Regions from separate parts of the Sus scrofa genome. Here region 2 is linked to region 1. The links are chromatin contacts, called in public promoter capture Hi-C maps. All regions are on one chromosome and are shown on one strand. Each heading gives the region's core, a stretch centred on a gene start, on an enhancer-like site or on the middle of the called end of the contact. The rest is flanking DNA. Distances are from core to core; before and after follow the strand shown.

Region 1 (3,053 bases), core at 97-2,596:
CTTTTTATCAACCCGGAGTCTGGCTTTATATCGTTGTGGTTGTATTTCTGCCAGGGAGTTAAAAAAGAAAAAAAAAAAGGTGTTTGGCCTACAGAAATGTTGACCCATATTTATACTTATCGGTGAAATACCTTTTTGCTGCTCTTATCATCCACCATTCCTAACACTGTTCACTTTTTGAGGCAACCATCCACATTCAGAAAATACTTTGCCAAAGAATGGTGGGGGTGGGGACTTAATTTCTTTTTTATTTTGCCCACCTGTTTGAGCAGCTGCCTTGAACATGATGATGTCCAGTTGGGTTCATGAAGACAGGGTATTTGGCCTTCTTCAGACTGTGCTCCCATACCTGAAATGGTGTTAGACATGTAGTAGGAATTGAGCAGGCAGGTTGAAAGCATGGATGAGGATATGAGGATTTGGTTTGGAATGAACCCCTTTGGAAAACCTCCTCAAAGAGCATGCGCAGGAGATAGTGTCACCAGTCATTTTTCTAGGTAAAGGACTAATGTTCCTTTGGAGTGCATTCTGCCTAAATTGTCATGACTCTTCTGAAGGTATTCTGATGCAGGGACTTCAGAACAGTCCAGAGCTACCAACAGCTGTAAAGAAGCGTTTGGACATATTTTTACTCTTAGAGCTTTGTCCGAGAATATAGATTTTCATCACTACAAAAAATAGCTCTGGAATGAATAACCACTGGCTTAATTAAATCCTTTGCTTACCATCTTCTGAAGCTTTCCCACAGCAAATGCCCTCCTTGCTCACAGCTAGAACTTTGGGTCTGTTTAAGTTTGGAAAGATTATGAAAGCAGCCTGCCAAGAGGTTTTGTATGCAAGGAAGAGAAGGTGAATTAGGAAACTTTCCCAGTTTGTTTTTATCCCTGAAGCTCGTGTAGTGAGGCATTCTTGAAGGGAAGAGGGAGCTCATTTTTAAAATGCATGATTTGATGAGTCATTGGGTCCAATTAATTTGACACCCACACTGTAAAATGATTAGAGTAGGGCAAAAAAACCTTTTTTTAGAATGTCTAAAAAAGATAAAAGTTTGGGGGAAAGGTTTGCATTTTGGTCATTGTATATAGACTGATGGAGCCCTTTCCAATTACATATAGAAAATAAGCAATTTAATTAAGAGTTTTCAGAATAGAATTATCATGTTAGGGTACACCAGCAGGTGGCAATGTGTCCTGGTCTGATCATTAGGAAAGTGGCTTGGGACCCTAATCTGCTTCTATTCTTTCCCAAAATAAACATTACAAAATTAGCTGGCTGTGCCCTGAACTTAAAAACAAAACAGTAAAGAGTCATCTTTGGCCTCTGTTTATCGTTTTCTTTTCCTTTTTTTTTTTTTTAACCCGGTTCTAACGTCAGCCTTAGCTCATGCATCTATTCAGGGATAATGATCCTTTCATGCACTCTTTTGGATTGACTTTTAGCAACAGCGTTTTTAAGAGGTAATTCTTTCCCCTCTCCACATCCACTGTTTATTAGATGTGCTTTGGCACTTGATTTCCACAAAAAAGGTTGAAGACCTTGACGCAACAATACAGCTTTGAACTCAAAGCTGAAAACAGATGGATAAAGAGACAGCCACTTCAAATGTTTACAGGCCGAATTGAAGAAATATATTGTACATGGTACTTGAATTGCTACAATCCCAAATTATGCAATCATAAAGTAGATGGATATCTAAGTTTATCTACCCAGCTGGGGAAAAAAATAAAAATATTTGGGAACTCTTCAAAGAGAACTGTAAAGCTATTTACTGGATAAATATACTTTGTTTTTTGCTCCCATTTCTTTCCACAACAAGCTTGTTAAGTCGCTGTGGAAAGCACCATGCTTGCTCAATTTGGCAAATAATAACATTTCATTTTGCCAAGGCAGGAGCAGCAGCCTAAAAGCAACACTATACGAAGAAATCCTGGCTCCAGTTCCCAAACTCTGTCGTCTCTCCAGTCCCATACACTTTCGTCCTCCAACCCTCCGTGGGCAGCCAAGACTTGTGCGCGGCGGTCCCTATCCTGGGAGGAGGCCAGCAGGTGCCCCAGGTGAGCGCCCAAGGCCAAAACTTCTCTGTGCTGGGGTTTGTTTCACAAACGATGGAACGGTGTCCGTGCATCCGGACACGAGTTCGCTTCCATCGGCCCAAAGCAGTCTATAGGGTTCTCCGAAAAAAAGAACAAGTATGCTCCCTTTAAAGACTACAAGTTTCCAGGACGAGAGGGTGGGTAATTTCTAAAGAGCTTCTTCTCAATTCCTCTGGATTAGGGACGTGCTCTTTGGCGGTCCCTGGCGAAAACTAGACTACGAAGTACAGATATCCGGCACTCGCGCGTTCCTGGGGACGGCAGTGGGTTGGCGAGTGGGAGTCCCGGGACCAGACCGTCCCCACCTCCCTCCGCTCCGCCGAACTACTTTTTCGTTCCCCCCAACAAGACGCTGGCGGAGGCGTCCGCGCGGGTTGACGCGCAACCGCGGTCGGCAAGCGGGGGCGGCGCGGGCGGCCCCGCGCACCGCGGAGGGATCCCGGGTGAGGCGGCTTCCCGAAGTCAGAGGGGAGGAGGCCAAAAAAGTCGGCGGGGGAGGGGAAGAGTGAGCTCGCTCGCGCTGGACGCTGCCGGGGCCGGGAAGACAGAACCGGAACCGGAACCCGTGCGCGCGCCCGCGGCTGTCGGGCGGCCCCCCACCATCGGCGGCCTCCTCCACCCGCCGCGCGCGCCCCCGTGAGGGCCCCACAACCCGGCGAGCCGGCTCTGCGCTCCGAGTCGCCGCCGTCGCCGCCGCCGGCCTCCGGAGCCGGTACTTCCAGGCCGGGCCGGACGGGAACCTCCGCCCCTCGCGGGAACCGCCGCCTACCGGCGCGTCGGGGAGGAGCCGCTGCTGCCGCCGCCTGTGCTGACCGCGGAAGAGTCGGGGCCTCCGAGGGATGGGTAGCAGCCCGCGGCGCTGAGAAATCAGGTTCCTGTCACCTCCGGCTGCGGGATCCCCTCCCCCGGCTCCCGCACTCGTCCCGGGGCCCGGAGCCTGGTGGGGGCGGCGACGAGGAC
Region 2 (3,445 bases), core at 66-2,565, 49 kb after region 1:
TAATTGATTTGGCAAGTATATTTTGTAATTAGTGATATAAGACTGTAATCATGTCCTTCTTCCATGGAAGATGGATTTTCCCCCCCTCTACTTTTGCTTTTAGTGTTGAGGAAGGCTAGTGGAGTAAAATTGCTTTTGTTGTTTTCCATCTTTACCTGGAGTTTAATGGAGATTTGTTGAAGAAATGAATGGTTGGTGAGAATGTGTTACCAGGAAGAAACACATTCAGGTGGAAACAGGTTTCTCTTCAGATGTGTAGCTGGCAAGTTGCCCATGTGGCAAGTAGATGTTAACTAACTTCTCCACCAGGTGTTGAGAGTGGAGACAGATTCTGTAGGGTTGGGAATTGTTTTGTAACCAGTTTATATTGGCTTATCTTTGCCTAAAACTAATAAAGGATATGAATGCTTTTCTAGCTAAGTATTTTGTAGTTATTTCAGATCTAGTTTTCTGATTCTCACTCATGTGCAAACTTAGTTAACTGTAAAAAGCTATACGAAGGAAGTTTTGTTGTAAGGCAGTAGTCTAAAGGTTGAGAGTAGGTTCTGTAGTTAGGTTATGAGGGTTTCAATCAAAAGTAATCCATCTACTAATTATCTAAGTTGTATAAGTTAACTTTGAAACTCACATTTTTCTGCCATAAAATGAAGCTAAAATAATATTTATACCTTTGAATTTTTGTTGGAATAAAATGAACTAATACATGTATAATGTACTTAATGTAGAGACTAATGTAGGGTAAGTACTCAAAACTACTCAAGTAAGTTTTAGCTAATATTAGCATGATTTTAATTGTTAATAATTATTCTTATGAATAATGGAGGACATATATATGAAGCCATCTGCCTAGCATAATTTTTAACAACCAAATGTAACCTCAAGTTATTGAGCATTCCGTAGCTAATTACCATTCTTCCCAAATGAGTATTTTCCAGGGAATCCAACCTCAGGAAATACAGACCAGCTTACTGTGTTATTCTTTATTTCTCTAATTTACATTTATTTCCAGCCAGTTTATCTTCTCTTTAAATACAAATTCAAACAGAATGGTTTTTCTCATAAAAATTCAGAAACCTTTGTTCTGATGATGAACCTATTTAAATTTGGGTTTGAGCACTGATAGAAAACTAACCTGGGTTCCGCTAATGGGGAATCTGTCCATTCACCCCACTTCACCCTCCCAGGGTAGAGTTTTTTTTCAGGAATTAAATAGCTTTATCTAGCAGGGTCTTCCTGCCACTGGCAGGAATAGTACAAAGGCCACATTGAGCATAGCTGCTGGGGAAACCCTTTTTCCTTCTCTGGCCTGTAAATGCTGTTCTGTCTCTGTGAAAAGCCCTGACATCAGCTCTTGGAAAAATCCAATTGCTTGTGTTAGAACAGGGCTCAAAACACTTGCCTGGGCACAGACTAAATGGCTGAACTATGGTTCTGAGTTTACCAGATGCCTCTCAATCATGTCATACTTTAAAAAAAAAAAAAAAAAAAGCTGAGTTTCAGACGTTATCTAGAGAAATTAGGATAGAAAGGACAATCTAACAGCTACCCCCCCTTTCTTGGCTAGTTTATCTTCATTTTATTCTTCTTCCTAAATAAAATCTAACTTCAAGATAATGTGGAATTCAGACTTGGATTTCTGATATATCAAGCTTCTTCTCCCTGTGACCTTTGTACTGGCTCTTCCGAAGCTTTGCCTATAACTCTGGTCCAAATCTTTTCTCATGGCTGACATCTTTACCTCATTTAGGTCTCAGCTCAAATGCCCTAGAGGTCTTTGAAGAAACTAAATTAACCCATTTAGTCACAGATACATCTCTTTTTTACTTTTCTCATAGAACTTACCACTATCTGAAATTATTTGGTACAATTATTTGTTTCTCTGTCTGCTGTCCTCTTGTACAATGTAAATTTCTTTAGCCCTAAGGCCCTATGTGTTCACTCAGGTAACCTCTAGTGTCTAGAACAGTGCTTGGCACAGATTGCTGTTTGTGTAATTTAGTATGTACTTGTTTGCCCATAACAGGAAACTGACTTAAACAAGACCTTTACTGGCTTACCTAAAAGGTCTAGAGATAGGGTTGAGGGAGTTTTCATTTAGTGTAACTGTGTCAATGGCCCAAGTTCTTTCCATTTATAAATTTTGCCATCATTAGTGTTAGCTTCCTCTTAAACTAGTCCTTAAGATTGAATACTAAGTATCCAATCAGAGCTACTTGCTTCCTATTCATGTCCAGCAGAAGAGAAAAAGAAGTTTCATGTGGTTTTCTCTTAAGAGAAAGAAAATACTTTCACAGATGCATCCAGTAAACTTTGTTTCTATTCTCATAGTTTCTTTCTGAATCAATCACTTAACCAAAGAATGGAATTGCCATTAGGCCAAAAACTGCCATCTCTGTTGCTGCAAATGGAGTCACCTTCCCCTGGTTCAGCTGGGCTCTGAGGAAAGAAATAGATAAAATAGTAGTAGAAGGAAATTGGGGTTTCTGGGATTGGGAATCAATTATATCCTCATAATTATAAATAAAACATTTTGTAAATGAATGAATTCATTTATAAAACATGTTAAATTGTCAGGTATATACTCAGTACTATACTAGTTAATTGCAATACAAAACCAGATAGAAAATGGTCTTTACCTTCAGATAATTTAAGGTAGAGTGATAACAGAATATTAAAATTGTTTTAAAAATCAATCAACTACAATATGACTGTAGCTAATATTGCTGTGTAATATATATACACATTTGTTTAGAGCATTAATTCTAAGTTCTTATCACAAGGAGAAATTTTTTTCCTTTTTTTCTTCTTTCTTTCCTTTTAATTGTATCTATATAAGAAGATCTATGTTGCTAGAACCTATTGTGGTAATCATTTAACAGTATGTGTAAATCAAGCCATCATGCTGTACACCTTAAACTTACACAGTGCTAAGTTTCAATTATTTCTCAATAAAACTGGAGAAAAAATCGATTGAGTAAAATAATCCAAAAGAAAGTGGAAAAGTGAAAAAGGGAAACAACAGATGGGAGAAATAAAAAGGAAATAGCAAGGTTATAGACTTAAACCTAAATATATCAGTAATCACATTAAAGGTGAATGGCCTAGACACCCCAATTAAAAAGCAGAGATTATTAAACAGCAAAGCCCAACTATATGCTGCCTGTAAGAAACACACCTTAAAAATAAATACGTAATTTAAAAGTAAAAGGATGGAAAAAGATATACCTTGCTAACAGTAATCAAGCAAAAGTTAGTGAGTACATTAATATCAGATAAAGTAGATTTCAGAACAAAAATATTAGGAATAAATAAAGTCATCCCATTCCATATTTTTCAGAGCAAAAATATTACTAGGAATAAAGAAAGTCATTCCATGATAAAGGGGTCAATAAAAAAACGTGGACATGCTAAACTCATGAAACAGGGAGTTCCCATCATGGTGCAA

The links. Promoter capture Hi-C pulls out the DNA fragments that hold promoters and counts their contacts.
Region 2: a promoter capture Hi-C map of liver shows a contact between it and region 1, with 4 times the contacts expected there. The contact joins the enhancer-like site here to the promoter of ARHGEF12 in region 1. A contact is called at or near these places in 3 of 5 promoter capture datasets (fetal skeletal muscle and liver), 6 of 47 Hi-C or Micro-C datasets (brain, fetal heart ventricle, heart right ventricle and 2 more) and 1 of 2 datasets of contacts at active chromatin or transcription factors (skeletal muscle).

What each region holds. Positions count from the first base shown.
Region 1 is chr9:47,473,220-47,476,272 of Sscrofa11.1, forward strand. It overlaps ARHGEF12 (rho guanine nucleotide exchange factor 12), which reads left to right and starts at 1,347. Exons shown (of 40, transcript XM_021062986.1): 1 at 1,347-2,054.
Region 2 is chr9:47,522,741-47,526,185 of Sscrofa11.1, forward strand. All of the region lies in intron 1 of ARHGEF12 (rho guanine nucleotide exchange factor 12), which reads left to right. Among named protein-coding and RNA genes, the nearest start is that of ARHGEF12, 50 kb to the left of the region's middle. Within about 2 kb of position 1,316, at least 8 of the 83 cell types and tissues checked have an H3K27ac peak or open chromatin away from gene starts, as enhancers often do. A contact at or near this core is called in brain and liver, where this site is marked.